2 separate regions of the Rattus norvegicus genome follow, and region 1 is linked to region 2. Evidence: chromatin contacts called from public Hi-C data. All regions are on one chromosome and are shown on one strand. Each heading gives the region's core, a stretch centred on a gene start, on an enhancer-like site or on the middle of the called end of the contact. The rest is flanking DNA. Distances are from core to core; before and after follow the strand shown. Region 1 overlaps Cdh13 (cadherin 13). Region 2 overlaps Cdh13 (cadherin 13).

Evidence for each region. Hi-C and Micro-C count contacts between places; a contact is called where the count stands out from the background.
Region 1: a Hi-C map of liver shows a contact between it and region 2, with 4 times the contacts expected there. The contact joins two enhancer-like sites. A contact is called at or near these places in 2 of 12 Hi-C or Micro-C datasets (both in liver).

What each region holds. Positions count from the first base shown.
Region 1 is chr19:63,490,107-63,494,732 of GRCr8, forward strand. All of the region lies in intron 2 of Cdh13 (cadherin 13), which reads left to right. Among named protein-coding and RNA genes, the nearest start is that of Cdh13, 230 kb to the left of the region's middle. Within about 2 kb of position 1,710, at least 6 of the 93 cell types and tissues checked have an H3K27ac peak or open chromatin away from gene starts, as enhancers often do. A contact at or near this core is called in liver, where this site is marked.
Region 2 is chr19:63,366,726-63,371,770 of GRCr8, forward strand. The region is part of intron 1 of Cdh13 (cadherin 13); the gene reads left to right. Among named protein-coding and RNA genes, the nearest start is that of Cdh13, 110 kb to the left of the region's middle. Within about 2 kb of position 3,301, at least 3 of the 93 cell types and tissues checked have an H3K27ac peak or open chromatin away from gene starts, as enhancers often do. A contact at or near this core is called in liver, where this site is marked.

The DNA of each region.
Region 1 (4,626 bases), core at 460-2,959, 120 kb after region 2:
AGTTGACGTTTCAAAATAACTAGTACAATTAGCATCTCCCACATTGAAATGTCCAGGTTTGAGTTGGCTGTGAGAGAACCTGGGTGTAGGCGGTTCCGTGGCATCATGATATGGCCCCCTATTCCTCAGCTCTGTTTTCTGAAGTGTCTGTTACAATCTCCTCTCTCAGATGTGTCCAAGGTGGCCACTGCGTCCTCTTCCGTTTCTTCTCCTAACTCAACCACCTAGAGCCTTTCTTTCTCAGGCATCCCAGCAAGCATGTCATGACTAACTGAATGGGCCAACCTGGGACATTCCCTATCACCGAACTAGACATGGTGTCCAAGAAGATTGAGTGTTCTTGTTGGCCTTGATTCTGAACTTCTGAAGAAGAAATTATGTTGGACTGGTAGTACAAGCAAGAGAGCCCACATATGAGGGACCGTGCTTTGTCCCTAAGACTCCCTTTCAGGGCTCGAATCCTATGACTGCAGGCTGTACACCATACACAAACGTTTGTAGAAGTTAGCACACAGGGAAATGGAGATGTCTTAGGTGGCTTGGGATGAAGACAACCATCCTGTCGTGCCAGGCTTCTTGCTGGCCATGCTGGTGGGCAGATTGCTTAATTAGGAACATCAGAGTCTAAGTGTCGCCATCTGGCCTGGCTCTCCAACCTGTTGAGTATCTTCATTCACATGGTCCTGCAACTGTCATAAATCTCTTTTGTTTCCGCTTTTCTTCAAGGGCTTAGGAATACAGGAACATATGGATTTACGGGAGTACCTCCTAATTGAAGGCATTAGAGCCACGTGGATCGGGACGCTTAATGAGTGAGGCAGCCAGATGCAAATTGGGAAAGATTAAGCATGGCTTTAAATAGTCTGAGAAGGCCGAGGATCTTATTATCCCATAATGGAACAAATTCGCACACATCCTAATAACTGCTTAGCGCCCTTGGTCCGTCCCTTTCACCTTCATTTTTATGGAAATCTTCTGTTGTCTGGAGATCAAGAAGGGAAGGCATGGGAAATACTTGCCAGCCCAAGTGTTCTCAAGCTTTCTTTTTCTTGACTGAGTTCGTGGTCTCTCATACCCAGCCACCTTTCATGCGCACACAGTTCTAACTTCTCATGCATGGGGAACAGTCCGCAGTCATAGCATGTGAGTCCTGAGGTGGGGTCTTAGTAGGGGGGATGGCAAAAGAGGGTATCTGCATGTGGATTAGTTGAAATAGTACCACTCTGTCACTGACCTGAAAGAGTTCAGCAAAGCTGGTTGTCAGGAAGGTCCTTAGATCTATCAACCTTAACCTCCCAGCACAGGATTATAAACACGAACAATCTTTCCTAGCTTTTTACATGGGTTCTGTGGAATAGCACTTTCCTGTCTGAGCCATTTCCCAAGCTCCCATCTGTGGCTTCTGTGTAGGTACTTTTGTGTTCTGAGGTATATACACTTCTTTTCCTGACCCCGCACTTCCCCCCTTCTTGGTCTCTGGACAGAGGGTAAGAATGTTTAAGAAGAGTTTCCTCCTGAGAATCAGTCAGGATCTGTTTTGGAACAGTCAGAGGTCACAGGGTACTTCAGATGAATATTGCACCATCCTACCAGCGGGCGGTGGAGCAACACCCTGTCACGAGACAGACTGCTGCTTCAGTAGTAGGACGTACAAATATTTACCCTGATCCAGTTCAAGTGAGGACCACAGATAGTATCACGCCATTTGGGCTTTGCTGCTGTGCGAGTTATGACGCACTTGAAGTAGGCCGAGCCTCCAGGATTTTGGGAAACTATAGACTGTTACTATCATCCTTGCAAGAAGATGTTCATCTGGTCGTCCCCCTCTGCCAGCTGCTTCTGGGGCAGCAGAGAGTGGTGGCTCGTTCTTCCCCTATGCTATTCCCCTACTGGTTTGCAACTTGGTAAACGGCATCTTGGCAGGCCATTCCTGCAAAGGGGCCGACTGCCATACCAGCTGATTTCTTTCCTCTCCCAAGCCAGAACATTTGTCAGCCATCCAGATCCCTGCGAACCGCACATGTCAGCTGATTCGGGAGACCTCCCAGAGGGTCTATTTTTAACTTAAACTGGTTTTCATTTCCATATGTATATATTAGATCCTACAGAGGGAAGGGGGACTCCAAATGAGGAAACATGGATTCTGAGTAACAGGGGAGAGATGTGGTTAACGCTTGGGAAACAGTGTCGAATGTGAGTCGCCCTCTCCATGTGGTGACCACGGTGCTTTGTTGCAGTGGAAGGACGGACTGTGAATTGGAATGGAGATGAGGAAAGAGGACGTAAATCCTGCTCGGTACACATTATGCTGTCCATTCCAAGTGCTTATGAAGGGTGTGAAGCTGAGCCCAGACCTGAATTAGGGACATCCAGGTCCATTGATGTCAGTGGTTGCTCAAGGGATGTCCAGAGTAGCAGGGAAGTGTGGACCAGAATCACACCCTGGTCTACAGTCAGGAGAGGGAGAGAAGCCATGGGTTATGCCTGAGGGCATGGGATCTCATGCTGGCAACTCTGATCACCCTTCCAGAGCTTTCTTCCTACAGACAAAATCAAGGCAGGGTTTGGTAAACCTAACTAGCTCTATACTTTGAAGAAAGATGTTTAATTAAATGGGGTGGTGGGGAGGAAATTATGTAGATCACAAATCCACCTAAACAAGGAGGCCTCAGGAGAGGATAGAACTAGAGCTTTAAGGGTTTTTAAGCAGTAAGAACTTGGAGCTAGGCGAGTGCAGATGTTTCTGCAAACAAACATAGGTAAATAGAAATGTAATTATTTCAAAGAAATAAAAATGTGAATATTTATATACATATACACGCACATATATATGAGTATATATATATATATAGTTACTGTATAATATATATGTGTATATATATATGTATATATGTATATAGTCACATGCCAGTGATTTTAATAATGTTTCAAAGCAAACAGTAAAGATAGGTGTGATCATGCACATTTGTCATTCTGGGAGTCAGGAGGCTGAGGCAGGAGGATGTCAAATTTGAGACAAATCTGTGCAGCATGGCTAGACCCTGTCTTAAGGACAAAACAAGAGGTGAAGGTGGGAAGGTCCAGCATACATTGGAGGAGTCAGATGTTTGCAAGCAATTTAATAATAGAGGGAGGCAGGTTAGAGCATATCAGTATTTATACTACAATTCATTACAGTAGCAAAATTACAGTACTGAAGTAACAACAAAATTGTTTCATGGTTGGGGGTCACCACAACATGAGGATCCATACTAAAGGGTTGTAGTATTAAGATGATTACGAATCACTGGGTTAAAGCAAGTGTGGTAAGCCTTATAGAAAGCTGGTTAGTGTCCTATTACCATCAGAATTATCTTTTGAATGCATGCCTTTCTTCTCTACTCCAAATTACCATGTAATTTCGCCAAGTCTGCAACCTCCAGCAAATTGTCAACAATGAGGGGATAGCTCGTGATTTCCTAGAGAGTTAAATAATCTTTGGACAGATAAGATAGCACCCCAAAGGAGATATCGACAGGACACAGCACCCACCTCCTTGTCCTACCCTTGCAAGTCGTATTCTTTTTCACAATAATGTGATAAAATGTTACAATCAAATTAAACAGGAGCCAGCGTTTCATAAAAGCAAGCTCTCAAAATGAGACTTGGTACACATGTGACTGTATCTTGTTCCTTTGATTTCTGTTTCTGTCTTGGGTTCTTAAGCATTTGTGTGTGGTCTATGCACCACATAGTCCTCTTGTGAAACCTGGCGGGAAGAGCTTAGCTGCAAATCCTTGTCAGCATCTGGAGTTACTGCTCAGACTCCTGGGAGAAACGCAGGAGGTCCAAGTTCTCTGGTCTAGAATTAGGTCACATAAGTAGAGGCTGTGTTTCTATAGAGGAGACTCAGAAAAAGCAAAAATCAAAGGCATGTATATAGTTCCTAAATTTTAAGAACTGACCTTCCCCTAACCCAGCAATATCAAGGGACCTGGGTGGTACTGAGTTCTTTCTAGAAAGATGGCTGCTACATGTAAATTCACCCATGTTTCCACACTGGTCAGCAAAGTAGTATGAATGATTCATGAGATGGAATGCCCCTCCAGAGTCCCCTCATCACCTTGACCTGTTCTCAAAAGGACAAGAAATAAATAGATATTTCCTGGTATTGGAGGGTTCAGCACCATTGATTGAAGGTCAGAAATTTGCCAGCTTTGAGTTAGGCATGACCAACTGACTTAAAGCTGTTAGCTACAGCAGGGTGTGGATATTCCGTATCCCATGACTGGGTTACTGCGTGATAAATGAGGCATTTGTTTCAAGGAGAAGACTGTTGACTCAGATAAATTGATCGCCTTGAATTTGCTGAAGTTGATAGCGGGGATATTGCTGGCCGAGAGTCTAATGTTCCTGGGTAGATTCTCTAAGACAAAGTAGCTAAGTCAGCTTGCCCCCGGTGGTCTCCATTCTCGGTGTGACTCACTGCGTTGTGCTGATCGCTCAGATCTCGAGTTCATACAAGTGACTGCTTGTTCCATGTTTTCATTTCCTAAAGGCCTGTCTTTGAAATACTGTTCTCCAGAAGGGCAACGGGATACAATGGAAGAAGAGCTATGATATCAAACAAGTTTAATGGCTTGTGGA
Region 2 (5,045 bases), core at 2,051-4,550:
AAAACATGCTCCTTCCATACAAGGTGCTTAGCTTGCAGTAAGGGCTGCTTAAGCAGAATAAAATTTCATGCCATGGAAGAGTGACCTACCCTCAGGTGACAACTGAGGGAGGGACTCCTTGAATCTGAGGGCAGCAACCACACTTCACTTGGGAGTGGACAGAGAAACATGGTCTTAGGCCCCCACCCAAAGCCTCTTGAAATGGGATCAGATTTTAACAAGATCCCTGGGAGATCTAGACAGCAGGGTTAAAGGATCCCCTCCTCAGGTACTTCTGCTTTCTCCATATGCATTACATGGGGGAAGGAAAGGGCTGTATATATATTTTTAATAGCGGCAGAGAGAAGTATTTATCTTTTTTGGCGGAGTGGTTTTCAAAGCAGGGTCCCTAGATCAGGAAATCCTGGAAATCTGTAAGAAATGTAAATCCTCAGTATTCTCCCAGACTCATGGCCCCAGAAATGATGGGGAACGGGGCTGTTTAACAAGTCTCCCTGGTAACGTTGTGGGTTAGAGTTTGAGAATCATTGCCTCTGTGCTAGTGAAAGGGCTTTATTGTTTAAACAGAAATCTTGGAGGGTTTTGAGTCTATTTAGAAATTAGTTTCTCTAAGGTGTTTTCATATTTTTGAATATCTGCATGGTGTAAATATGTGAATTATGTCTACTCTGGGGCCTTAGGGATAGTAGCAAGGTTGTTAGCTTAAAAAAACCAATGTGGGGGGCTGGGGATTTAGCTCAGTGGTAGAGCGCTTACCTAGGAAGCGCAAGGCCCTGGGTTCGGTCCCCAGCTCCGGGGGGAAAAAAAAAAAAAAAAAACAATGTGACTTTCTTTTCAATTTGGATCCCTTCTCCAACAGGCTGCAACTGAGAATATTCCATGCGTGTGCTGGGGTGAGTGTGTGTGTGTGTGTGTGTGTGTGTGTGTGTGTGTGTGTGTGTGCATGTGGTTTGTAGAGGAAAATGAATGTGTCTGCATATGTTTGTATGTGTTTGTGGTGTGTATGTGTAGGGGTGTGTGTGTGTGTGTGCGGTGACTGTTGTGTATGTGAGAGAGAAAGTGTGTACATGTGTGTTTGCTAATATTGATGAATATAGAGAGCAAAGGTCATTGTTGAGCATTGTCCTTCCGGAGCCATCCAACTTTTTTTGTGAGGAGTGGGGGAAAGAGAATCTCTCTCAGTGATACCTGAAGATGGCTGATTTCACTAGGCTGACTGACCGACAAGTCCCAAGGATCATCCTGTCCTTGCCTCCCCAGCGTTGGGGTGACAGCCCTGTGGTAAATGCCTAGTAGTTTTAAAACACAGGTGCTGGGGATTCGAACTCAGGTCTTCATCTTGCGCAGCAAAGACTTTACCATATCATCAGGTCTGCTGAGTTTTCAAGTATTTCTCAGTGCAGAAAAGTCTAGACGAAAAGTCTTCTGTGTCCTCTTTAACCCTGCCCCCCACTGCCATCTGACCCAGAAGCTGGACTGTCCTATGTGACTCACTGGCTTTTTAATGTCACAGCTACGGACTCTGCCAAAGGCCTGGCTGCTTCTCCACAGTGTGACGTACATCTGCTAAGAAAAGAGACTGGATTCACAGTCTGCAGGAAACGACTCTCATTATTGTAGCCTGCCCATGTTCCTATTCGGAAGAGGCCTTTGCTATACAAGGCAATGGGTTCTCTAAGTGGAGCAGACTCTGCTCCTTTTCTTCTGACTCCCAGGACAAGATGATGGTTCCTGCCCTTAATTGTGTGTGCAATTTGTCAGTGAAAATGGGCTCTGAGTAATCTCTCTGTGGTCATGAGTGGAGAGGCTGTTCTGAGAGTTGAACTTTGATTCCATGTGAACAAGAGTCGGGGCTTCTTTGGGTTTTGTTGTTTTGTTTCCCTTGGATTGTGACCTTAAAGTGAGTCAGCAGTGGGACCCAGCTGCCAAAAGACAAATAAAGGACAGATGAAAGAAAGAGAACACCCCGAATGGACGAATGGGCGGTGATTGAACAGTGCACAGGAATGGGGCACACAGGTCCATTGTTGTGTAACAAACCAGGGAATTTCCAGGAAGTAAAATGACAATAGCCAATTCTGTCTCTATGCCAACCTGTTGCGAGTCCTGTACAGACCAGATGTCTTGATGAGTACCACTGTCTCTGTTCTTCAAGATCCATGCCAGACCATTCTGCATGGATGGTCTAGGGTGCAGGTCTTACCCAGCAGATAGAATACATCTTTATTACATTTAATACATTAGATTATTTTATATGTAAGCAAAGGCTTGACAGAAAAACACTTCCTCTCCACTCCTTTATCACCCCCATCCCCTCATTTCTGTTATCAGTAGACACATACAGAGAGATCTATAGAAGCTTCTGGCTGAGATTTTTTTTTTCCAGTAACTATAAGAATGAATGTTTTGTAGGTCGAGGGGTGGGCACATGGGAGTAAAGTAACCAGCTTCCTAATTAAGCATCATGGAAGGCATATTCTTGGATTGAGAATTCTCAACTACCCCCTTCAGCCAACTGTCTGGGGAAGTGTTGTGCTCAAAGGAGGCACCTACGTTAACTGTACCGGCTTGTGTGAGTTCTGGAAGCCAGAGTTACACAGGGTAAGTGGAGAGTAATTCCCCCAGGCATCAGTGTTTGGTGGACAGTGGTAGACATAAATCAGGAAGCAGATGGTAAGGAGCTCTCTGGCCAGAAATAAGAAGATCTTTCTTGCTAAGTAAACAAGGTAGGTCTTGATCTAAAGGACCAGAACCTCCCTGGACATCCAGGAAAGATGTCTATTCTTTAATCTGTTTTTGGAAAACCAGCCTCACAGATCTTGGCCCAAGGGTGTATTCCTGCCTGACTCCAATTTTATCTTACATTTTTATTGTGTTCTCTTTGTTCCTGGGGAACTCGCCGGATTTTCCTCTTATGGACTAGAAGACCTCCAGTCTATATGTTATACTCTAATGACCCAGTGGGAAACTGGAGTTGCTGCCCAGGAATTGCTTGAAAGCTGAACTTGGTTTCCCTCTCGCTGTTGCCTTAAGAAGGTCTCAGGCAGAGCGGGAAGACTTTACATGACGTACTTTTGCTTTTGTGATAACGAAAAGAAAGAAAGAAAAAAAAAACCGGACAGAACACTTCCAGCCAACGGATGTTGGACAGAACAGCATGAACGATGCTCTCCTCAGTCTACCTGGAGCTTGTTAACATCTAGAATCAAGAGCTCGGCTTACACTGCCTCCTCTTCCCCAAAGCAGAGGCACTGCCTCCTCTTCCCCAAAGCAGAGGCAAAGACTTTAAAGTCCACATTTGGGTTACAGCTGAGCACACGCAGTTAGTAAATATTTAGCAAGCTCCTTTAATGCTATGACTGGTCACTTGAAACAACTGCCTTTGAATACGCTTTCATTTAGACAGAGAAGCTGCCGGCTCTAGCAGGGATGAAGGGCAAGCATCTGTCAGCAAAAACATGGGAGCAGTTCTCTCTTCAGTCCGACCCCCTGCCCCTCTCACCCTCTCTCTTCCTTTACTTACTTCCCCATTTCTGACACCTGCATGCTTTAGTGCATGCTGTCACGCGCAAAGTCCTGTGGTGTGTGTCAACTGTCCCAGTGCCAGATAACACAGGTCAGGGTTTACAGTCAAGGGTAGCTTCATAGCTATGGACCATTAAAGCCTGCATGTTGCTCTGTGTACACAAGACACGTCCGTACTTATAGCATTTGGTTTCAACCGTCATGGATTTAAAATCCCTAATGTATTTTAAGAGTGTCCTACACATGAAGTTTAACTGGGCCAATGACAAATGAGCTGGAGTCTGTTGCTTCATATCCCAGGCAGACCTGTTTTCCTGGGACAGGTTCTTAGCCAACTCATCCACCCCAGCGTCTCAGCATGGACCAGAGCTGTGAGACTTACACAAGTTAAGTCAGGTATGGTGGCTTCAGCCCAGACAGAACCACAAGGGAGAGCTCCTGGTATCTAAGAGGATCTGTATTTGCCCTTTGGCTTTTCATGTAGTAAATAAACACACCGCAGTAAGCTGAGAAAGGGGAGAAGCTGAAACTCTCAGCCTGCTTTAAGAACAAGGAACCCCACATTTTCATCTTACATCCATTCCTGCAAATTTTGTGGCTCACTCTGCCTGGGCTTTTAGTGTCTAGCAGTATACAGGGCTGCTGGGCAGAGGAGAAATTGGAGCCCATCCTCAGGTGAGTCTTCGAAAACACTCTCAGGACAAAATGCAATGAAAGCAGTCGATCCAGCCAGAACCACTCAGTTGGGGAGCCGATGGGTCACGTCCATCTCCCAGCAACATCGTGGCTCGAGCATCATGAAATAATGCCCACGTCTCTTCGTCTGAGCAGTTGTATGAAAAGCTCCACAACCAAATTGGGGAAAACAAGATGATAACTAAAATTAGCAGATCGTCCCCCAGAGCCTCAGCCTGGGACGCAAGTGTTATTTACTGTATCAACTAACAAGGCAGGCTGGTGACACTGAACACACACCCGTCTTCTCCAGCAGATTCCCTTTCTCATTATGTAAATGGGATGGCCCGAGGTGTGAGTGTGATGAATAGAATAATAAGTACGGATGTAGTAGAGCTAATAACTGATTTCTTGGGACTATCAATGCCTGGGCGAAGACCTTGGCAATGACAGATAGAAAGCAGGATGCAGAAGGGAAGTTTTCCCTCTTCCTCTGTTTCGGCGCCACCCTCCTTCTCTGGCTGTCCTACCTACCAAGGCTCCAAGTACCTAGAACATTCTCCTGCACCATCCTGTGGGTCCTAAACAGCTTTTCCTGGTGCCTGGTTTTAATAGATACTTGCACATTTTCTGAATGACTGTTGCAACTCTAAGATTTATTTTATCTTGAATTGGGTGCATGCATGTGTGTATGTGTGCATGTGTGTACGCGCACATGCGTATGTGGAGGTAGAGTTACATTGTTTGTAAACTGCTAGGTGTGAGAGCTTGGACACAAACACAAGTCTTCAAAAAGGCCATGATGCAGTCTAAATATTTATTTTTATGAATATATGTGTGTGTGC